Linked DNA regions of Sus scrofa: all the other regions are linked to region 2. A link is a contact called in public HiChIP or PLAC-seq and promoter capture Hi-C data. All regions are on one chromosome and are shown on one strand. Each heading gives the region's core, a stretch centred on a gene start, on an enhancer-like site or on the middle of the called end of the contact. The rest is flanking DNA. Distances are from core to core; before and after follow the strand shown.

Region 1 (2,820 bases), core at 72-2,571, 160 kb before region 2:
CTGGAGGCACTACCCCTCACCCAGCTGGTGTACCTGGCTGTCACGCCAGTTCTACAGGCCCCCTCTTGCTGCATGCTGAGATGTGATTAAACCTGTATGCCTACTGGAACCGTGTGTAAGACATGGTGTGTGCCTGCACACTGGACCCAAGTCTCAGGGACAGTGCCTGGTGCATGAATGGATGCAGTTTTTTTCTTTTTTAAAGGAGAACTTGTTTTCCTTAAATATTCCATCACATTATTGTAAGGATGTGGCATCCCCATCAGTGTGGCCTCTTTTTGGAGAGGGATCAAAGAGCCTGACCCCTAATTTTTTTTTTTTTTTTTTTTTTTTGGACATGCCCGAGGCATATGTAAGTTTCAGGGCCAGGGATGGGAATAGCACCACATCAGTGACCTGGGCCACAGCAGTGATACCAGATCCTTAACCCACTGAGCTGCCAGGGAACTCCAGCCCTAACTTGGACTCTCTGGTCTGGAGTTCCCAGAAAAACCAAAGAATTCCTCTTAGTTCAGAAAACAGGTCCTGTCTATAAGGCACAAGGCCCCAGGCAGAGCCTCCAGGTTTGGATAGAGGCTGGGAGAATCTTTTATTCCGGCAGAGAATTATCCTCTGGGAGCTCACAGGCACAAGGCCCAGAAGGCAAATGCCACCAGGTGCACCTGTCCATGGAGAGACGGGGCTGTCTTTACACAGGCTACCATACCCAAGGGTGGAGGCCAGTTTACAGATGGAGAGACAGAAAATTCATGGTATGACCAAGGTTCCACACGGCTGAGCGATAGGATGACATCAGAGCATGTGTGTGAAAGGCGGTCTGGGCTTTTACAAAAGCCACAGCTAATATTTATATTATAATCATGACTCACAATTATAAGCATGACTCTTACCATGGGTCTGAGTTCGACAAGAATCTCCCCAGGCAATCCGAAGGCTCCACAGGCATGCACCTTTTTTAGGTCCACTTTACAGATGAAAAAAATGGGGTTCAGAGAGTGAAGAGCTCCTCTAAGGGGGGGTGGGGGGGCCCGAGGTGGCTCCACGAGCAGGTGCGGACATCAAAGCCCAGGCGCCGAAGACCACTGCGCCACACGGCCTCTCCTGGGACGCCGCCAGCCGTTCCCATTCTGCTTGGGAAGCCAGAGCAGCGCGAGAGGGCAGAGGCGTGGGGCTTCCTGGCTATGTGGCGGGGCTGCAAGAGGCTCTGTGCGGATGGGTTGGGGGGTGTCAGCGAGGCGGGACCCGCGCCCTTGGCCTGGCCTCCGCGCTCCGCACGGCAGCTGCCCCGGCGCCGCCACCAGATGGCAGCAGATGCTTTGCGATCGCGCCTCTGGGAGGGTGAGGACGGCGGGGTCGGGGCGCCGACCTGCGGAGGCCACTCGCGGCGCGACCTCAGGAGCCAGACCGCCTCCTCCGGCCGCCCGCGTGGCTTGCGCGGTCCGCGACCCTTAGCTCGGGCCGCGAGGGAGTGCGCCCTGACCCCCTTTCAGGTTTTACCGCCGCCGCCTCACGCGGTTCGGGCGCGGACGTGTTGATTGGCTCGACCGAGGCCAGAGAAGCCGGAGGAGCGAGCAACCCCCTCGGGGAGGGCGCCCGGGCAGGTGGCCTGGAGGCTGCAGGACAAGGTCCGGCCGGACCGCCGCCCCCGCAGCGCTCCCTCTGACCCGCCTGTTTTCACACCGCTTGCTCCTCTGCCCCCTCGACCCTGTGCGAGGGAGGCTGTCACCCCGCTCGACCCCCAAGGAGACTGTGACTTGGTCAGGTCCAGGGCCTGGCTGAGGGCGCACTGGTGGGCAAAAGGCCCAGAGGGACCCAGCGCCGGGTCTCTGCTCCAAGCCGGGCCTCGCACCGACGGCGCCCAGAACCTGGAAATGAGCCAGAAATGATGCATTTGGCCATTTGGCCAAGAGTGGGTGCGGGCCCCCGGGGCAAGCCGCGGGCACTTCCCGAATCTAGGAGGTAGATGGGGCAGATGGGGAGGCAGGCAGAGCCAGAGCGAGCCAGGCTGGAGCTGTAGGAGAGGGCCTCGAGTTTGCCTTGTGAGCCATGCACGCTGGTGCAGAAGGGTGCTGACCAGGGAAGGGAGTCGCAGCGCCCGGGGGCCCTTAGCTGCACCCCACAGGGCTCCAGGCAGGAGTTGAGGGGCAGGTGGGGGCGAGCAGAGAGAAAGCCGGGAGGCTGGTTCCTGCTGAAGCCTTTGAGAAATTGGAAATAGTGTCTCACAGTCAACGCTGTAAAAGCCACGAATAAGAGTGACCGGGCCATCCAAAGCCCACCCGGCCAAGTGCACTTGCGCTCAGCCCTCAGCCCACAGCCGGACTGCTCCTGGGGTGGGGGCAGGGGGGTGTGTGTTAGTCGTGTTCCTGGGAACGTTGAAATGGGCGCCTGCAATGTGCACACTGCGGTGCTACACATTTCTTTCGGATTCCTTAGAAAAAGAAACACTCGAAACAGTGCAGTAATCAAAACACAGGAGGGGAAATGAGAAAACGTAATTGAAAACGGCAGTGATGTGGAGGGGAGTCAGCTGTCTCAAGTCCCCTTCCTGGCTCTCTCACCTACTCCCTCTGCATCTCACCTCTCTGGGTCTCCCTAGCTCATCCACTAAATGGGATCATTCCACAGGATTGCTGTGGGATTTAAGAGGAAGGATAGACTGGAAGGGGTGTGGAATTGTGAAAGGGCTGAGGACCCACCATTGTGCTCCTTGGTCTCAGACCCCCTTAGGCTCTTGCGTTATTTTATTTTATTTTTTCTCACTTCACTTGTGTTTTATTTTGCATTGTATTTTTTTTTCCACTGTACAGCATGGGGACCAAG
Region 2 (3,034 bases), core at 144-2,643:
CCACACACAATTGATAATAATACTAAAGGGGTCAAGAGAATCTACACCCAGAGGGGATGTATATTCCTATGGCCTTGATGGTGATGATGGTTTCAAGGGTATAAACTCATCCCTAAACTCATCAAGTTGTATACATTAAATTGGTACAGAATTTTTTCTTTTTTCTTTTTAGAGCAGCACCTAGAGCGTATGGAAGTTCCCAGGCTAGGGGTCGAAGTGGAGCTGCAGCTGCCAGCCTACACCACAGCTACAGCAACACAAGATCCCAGCCCTGTCTGCAGCCTACATACACTGCAGCTTGTGGCAATGCTGGATCCTTAACTCAATGAGCGAAGCCAGGGATTGAACCCACATCCTCATGGATACTAGTCACATTCTTAACCCCCTGAGCCATAATGGGAACTCCCAAGTACAACCCTTTTTTTTTAAAATGTCAATCATAAGTAAAGTGAGATATCTATCTGTATTTAGATAGATATAGATCTGTATTTCAGGCACGAAGATACCCAAAGTACTTTCCCATTAAAAAAAGAAGTAAGAAAATTGTTCTGGTAATATGAAAGAAGCCCACCCTCTGGTGCCCACAGCACCCTGGAAAGCGAGGCACAGTGCTGGTTACAAGCAAGGGCTTTGAGCCAGGTGGAACCAGGCTGGAGTCTGGACTCTGACACTCCCTACCATGGTGGCCTTGGGTAGACCTTCCTCTCTGCACCTGGGTGCCTCCCCGCTCTTGTCAGTATTATTTATGGCAATGGCAACCACCGCTACCTTGCAGGGTGGCTGTCAGAATTACGTGAGATAGTCCATGGAAAGCTGCCCAGAAGTGTTTCAGATTTGAGATGGTTCGAGGCCAGCCAGCACTTGTTGGGGGGCAAGGGAGATGGAGGAATGGCGTCTCCATTAGCCCCTCTAAGTGTCCCCTGGCCCTTTTGTTACTCCGCCTTCTTGCCCTTTGCACCCTCCCGAGAGGCGGGGTCCTCAGCTGCAGCTTTGCCCCGAAGCAGGACCTCCTCTTCCCTTGAAATCCTAGAAGCCAAGGCGGCGCTTGGCTCTTTCAAACCCCAAGACCCAGAGGCCGGCACTCGGGCCGCCCATGTTTGACTCTGTCCCACACATTCGCCGAATATTAATTCAGCAACTTTCCTTGCCAAGGCCTCCGTTCTCTCTCCCGCGCCCCGACTTGCGGGGAGAGAGAGGGTCGCCGGGTCCGAGAGAGGCTCTCCCGAGAGGACCCCGCGCTTGAGCAAGGTCCAGGGGACCCCCCCCCGCACCCCCGCCACCTAAACCGGGTGTCGGCCGGGTGAAGGGCAGGGTGCGCGGACCCAGGGACCTGGCTCCAGATGCCCCAGCCGGGCGGGGCCGGCAGCGCGGCGACGGTGACGGCGGGGCGGGTGGGTGGTGCCCGGAAGGCCCGGCGCGGCCGAGCCGGAAGGCGGGAGGGCGGGGCCTGCGCGCCGGGCGGGGCGGCTGGTGTCCCCGCGCCCGTCGCCCTGTGACCTCGCAGCGCCGCCTCCGCAGGTAAAGGGCCTTGCGGGGCCGCCGGAGCCAGGGGGTACCCGGCGCGGCTGGGGCGCCGGCTAGACCCGGGCCTGGCTCTTCCGCGCCGGGACGGACGCTGTTAGTGCTTTCATTTTCCATGTGAAGAAGACACGGAGGCAGGGAAGGGTGTGTGTCACCTGCCGCAGGAACGCGTGTGTGCGTGTCACCTGCTGCAGGAATGCGCGCGCGCGTGTGCGCGTGTGCGTCTGTGTGTGTGTGTGAGATCTCCCTGCAGGAACTCGGTGCGCGTATGGTGGGTGTGATACACGTCAGGCCGAACCACCATGACCTTCCCCGCTGGTTTAGAGAGGATCTGAAAGGGAAGTAACAGATTGGGGGGCCAGGGGGCGGCGCAGGGTTGGGGGGTGTTAGTTTTGTGGGGACTGATAGCTTATTTCACCTTTAAAAAAGGAAGTAGGAGGCGTTGCCATCATGGCTCAGCGGAAACGAATCTGACTAGGATCCATGAGGACTCAGGTTCGATCCCTGGCCTCGCTCAGTGGGTTAAGGATCTGGCATTGCTGTGAGTTGTGGTGTAGGCTGCAGACACCGCTCAGATCCTGTGTTGCTGTGGCTATGGTGCAGGCCTGCAGCTACAGCCACGATTGGATCCCTAGCCTGGGAACCTCCCTTTACCCTGCTTGTGGACCTAAAAAGAGCCCCCCCCCCACAAAAAAAAGGAAAAGAAATAGGAATCTTTTGAAAGTTTTGAAGCCACCTGTTCATGGGCCATGTAGGGAGGTGAGTGTGCGCTGCTAGCACCCTGCTCAGCTCTGGCCTGGGTTGCTGCAGGAGGTGGGCCCAGTGTGGCTGGCTCTTTTGACTTTTCAGCAGAAATTGAAAATCGGAGGTGTATGTGAAATGTCTTGATTTTAAAATTCTGGCAACTAATTCATTTTTTAAAGTCTGTGGGCTAATCTGACAATGCTTACTGATGGGATCCGCCTGTGACCTTTGCACTGGGCGTAGAGAGGTGGGAAGGTCCAGTTGGTAGGAGCCAGTGAGTGGGCACGGTGAGGCTTAGTAAATTTCACCAGCGAGGTAGAAAGTAGTGAGGATTCCAGGTGAGTCGGATCATTCTGATTCTTAAGAGGCTTTGCTCTTCTTTTCTTTTTGTCTTTTTAGGGCCACACCTGTGGCATATGGCAGTTCCCTGGTGAGGGGTCGACTTGGAGCTGTAGCAGCTTGCCTGCACCACATCCACAGCAACACAGCCACAGCTATGTGGGACATGAGCCATGTCTGCGACCTACACCACGGCACATGGCAACGCTGGATCCTTGACCACTGAGCGAGGCCAGGGATCGAACCTCATGGATGCTAGTCAGATTCGTTTCCCCTGAGCCGAGATGGGAACTCCCTCTACTTGTCTCATTTTTGAAAGGCACTGTGTGTGTGGAGGTCTCTGTTAGCCCTGCAGCTTTCCTCTCCCTCGTCTCTCACAATCTGGTCCATCTCAGCAAGCCAGGCTGTAGTCCCAGGGACGGGCTCGGCT
Region 3 (3,017 bases), core at 401-2,900, 220 kb before region 2:
AAAATATTGCCGTACAATTTAAACACCCTCAACTTGAATTTTTAAACCTCTCATTTGAAAAAAGCCAAGTCTAAAACCCAACTCTTAAGGCTCTCAGAAAGGGAAATCCAACGCACAAAATAATTCAGAACAACCAGAGCAAAGTCGGAAAGGTTCCCACAATTTATCCCAACAGGTGGTTTCCATGCAAACCAGGATTTTTGAGGTTCTATGACAAAGCCCCTCATCTAGCTGACCTGCTTATATTGTACACCTATGTAAGTAGCCATTTTTATACAGAAATACTCAAGAGAAAAAGCTAGGGATTCCCAGTGTTTATAATTTTCAAACAAATCCTAACCTTTATATCCAGGATACTCTCAATATGGCATAAGACATTTTAAGTAAATTAAACGTTGCCTTTCAAAGCAAGAATTTCAATTTCAGGAGACAGTGAGAAACTTGAAACGATACAGAATCCAAGGCGGGGGGAATCTCAAATTAAGCAGTAATACTGTATTTCTTAAATGTGTATACTTGTTCATATACAATCCCATTAGGAAATACAAAACGTTCTTCCCCCTTTACTGGTATTAAAACTCACTTATATAATTGAAGTTATAAATTAATAAAAGAGCATTCTATTTTGACAAATACTAAACCAAAGCTGGAACTGCATATAAAGTGTATCACTACAAACTTTATAAAACTTCTAGGTGCAATCAGACAAAGAGCAACAAACAGTATATACATCTTAGCAACCATGAGATAACAAGCTAAAAAAATAAGATGACACTTCGATTCACAGCGTGCCCTTAACCAAGAAAATTCCCACATACTGTTATATGCATTAAGATTAAAAACTCCCGTTCGTACACAAATTAAACAGATTAACGCAGCATCCCTCTTCCCCATCCTCCCCTCCCCTCGAAGGTCAAAGGGCGCCAGACAAAAGACAACAAAAGCACGTGATAAAAGTTTCTCCCTACGCGCTCTCCAGGCCTAGAGGCTGCGCGCCTCGCCCGTTCGGGGTCCGGAGTGAGCTGGGCCCAGACCAAAGGGCTGAGACCCACTGAAGTAAGGAGGGGGTCTGCCGGGACCTGCAGGGAGCAGCTCCCAGCCCCGGGGAAGGGGCGCAGGGCGCTGAGGATGTGCCGGGGCGCGGGCGCCTCCCGAGACCACTGGCGGAAGCGCGGGGCCAGAAGCGAGGCCTGTTACCTTTTCTTGCTCCTCGCGGAGTCGCGCCACCTCCGGGGCGCGCAGCGGCGCCGCGGCCGAGGCCGAGGCCGAGATGTGGGGCTCGGGGTCGGGCGAGGCCTCCATGGCGGAGGCGCCGGGGCCTCAGCGGGGCGAACGAGTCCTAAACAAGTGTTTATGGAGGCGGCGTGGCCGGCGGCTGCCCAGCGCCCGCGTGCTCGCCCTCATGCACTGCGCACCCCGCGCTGAGGAGGCCGCGCCCGCCTTCTCCGCTACCGCGGCGGCCGCTGCTCCCGTCCGGGCTGCCCGCGGCCGCATCTCACACGCGCATGCCGCCCGCCACCGCCGCCACCGCGGGCTCGGAGCAGCAGGCCGGCCGTTGAAGGGGAGAAGCGCCGATCCGGTGCGCCTGGGCCGAGCCAGGCGTCCTGTGGCTGCCGCGCCTCCTCCCCGCCTCCTCCGCAGGCCCCGCCCCTCGCCCCGCCCCGCGCGGCACGCAGGATGCGCGCTTCCTCCTCCCCTCGTCCCGCCCCAGGTGAATCACGTGGTGTAGGAGCGGAGCGAGGCGGCTGGCTTAACTAAAGATTATTCTGCTTGTAGCCCTCTGGAAGCCTTCATTCTAGCGAAGACGGATGCTCAGTTCAAGGAGGTGAGCCCTGTCTTGGCCTTGTGCACCCCCTTCATCCCCCCAGGTGTTTAGCGCTGCATCTGGCGGTAAGAGCTTAATTGATGCACTAATACTGCTTCATAAGCACATTTAATTTTTGGCAAATTCAACCCTTTCTTGTGCCCGTCTAATGAATTAAAATAAGCAATTAAATTTTGCATGTATGTTAATTACTGCACATATAAGTTTTCCTCATATAAAGCTATTGTGCTTAAATTAATATATTGCCATGTGTGGTCTGTTTAAGAGGCTTTTCGAGAATAACTTTGCCCAGGGTAGTCCCCGTCACTGGCTCAGCTTAACGAACCCGACTCATAGCCATGAGAAGGAAAGTTCCATCCCCTGGCCTCACTCAGTGGGTTAGGGCTCCTGTGTTGCCATAACTGTGGTGTAGGTCACAGATGAGGCTAGGATCTGGCATTGGTGTAGGCCGGCAGATTCGGCCCCTAGCCTGGGAGCTTCCATGTACCAAGGGTGTCGCCCTCAAAAGACAAAAATAAAAAACTTTGCCCATACTTTTTCTTTTATTTCAAAACTCCTGTAACCTCTTTCTCACTCATCCTCTGTACACAGTAGGCACCCAATTAATGCTTACTGAATGGAACTGGCCTTTCACTAACAAGCATCCCTGCTCCAATCCCTAACAGTAGGGTTGGGTTCTGTTCCTTCAGCATTGTGCAGTTGGGAATGAGCTGGGAGGTGTCTGCAGGTCACACCCTCATCTAGCTGCTTGCTGGATTTCTCTTCCCTTGTGGCCAGCACCCTTTTTCCATTTGCTTCAAAGAAGCAAGAAAAACCTGGCAAATGGTAGATGTTAACTGCTCTCTTTTCCTCACTGCATAACCAAGATCAGTATGTCTAAAACAGACAGACTCTGACTACTTTATACCACCATCATCTCCCTGTCCTGAACTACTTCAGTAGCTCCTTCTCTGGTCTCCCTGCTCTCACTTTTGCCCCCCGTAATGGACACTGGCAACTGCCCACCCTGACTCCCCTCAATCAGATGTACAGCCCTGGCCCACATAGCCCCTGTGCCTGTGGGAAGCTTATCTACTCCCAGCTCCAATCAAAGAATAATGCATCTTCCTTGTAAGTGATTAGTTTAGGAATGGGCATGTGACACTCTACAGATAGAGGTTTGCTGGAGGCTTCTGAGAAATTACTTCCTCGT

Evidence for each region. Promoter capture Hi-C pulls out the DNA fragments that hold promoters and counts their contacts. HiChIP or PLAC-seq counts read pairs in DNA pulled down with a chosen protein or histone mark.
Region 1: a contact with region 2 is called in a promoter capture Hi-C map of fetal liver, with 4 times the contacts expected there. The contact joins the enhancer-like site here to the promoter of C6H19orf12 in region 2. A contact is called at or near these places in 3 of 5 promoter capture datasets (fetal liver and liver), 21 of 47 Hi-C or Micro-C datasets (alveolar macrophages, blood, brain and 13 more) and 1 of 2 datasets of contacts at active chromatin or transcription factors (alveolar macrophages).
Region 3: an H3K27ac HiChIP or PLAC-seq map of alveolar macrophages shows a contact between it and region 2. The contact joins the promoter of URI1 here to the promoter of C6H19orf12 in region 2. A contact is called at or near these places in 1 of 5 promoter capture datasets (liver) and 1 of 2 datasets of contacts at active chromatin or transcription factors (alveolar macrophages).

Annotation. Positions count from the first base shown.
Region 1 is chr6:39,983,487-39,986,306 of Sscrofa11.1, reverse strand. No RefSeq gene overlaps it. Among named protein-coding and RNA genes, the nearest start is that of URI1, 58 kb to the left of the region's middle. Within about 2 kb of position 1,321, at least 16 of the 83 cell types and tissues checked have an H3K27ac peak or open chromatin away from gene starts, as enhancers often do. A contact at or near this core is called in fetal liver, retroperitoneal adipose tissue, skeletal muscle and 1 more, where this site is marked.
Region 2 is chr6:39,823,428-39,826,461 of Sscrofa11.1, reverse strand. It overlaps C6H19orf12 (protein C19orf12 homolog), which reads left to right and starts at 1,393. Exons shown (of 3, transcript XM_021094253.1): 1 at 1,393-1,518.
Region 3 is chr6:40,041,953-40,044,969 of Sscrofa11.1, reverse strand. It overlaps URI1 (unconventional prefoldin RPB5 interactor 1), which reads right to left and starts at 1,650. Exons shown (of 11, transcript XM_003355831.4): 1 at 1,198-1,650. The coding sequence starts at 1,302.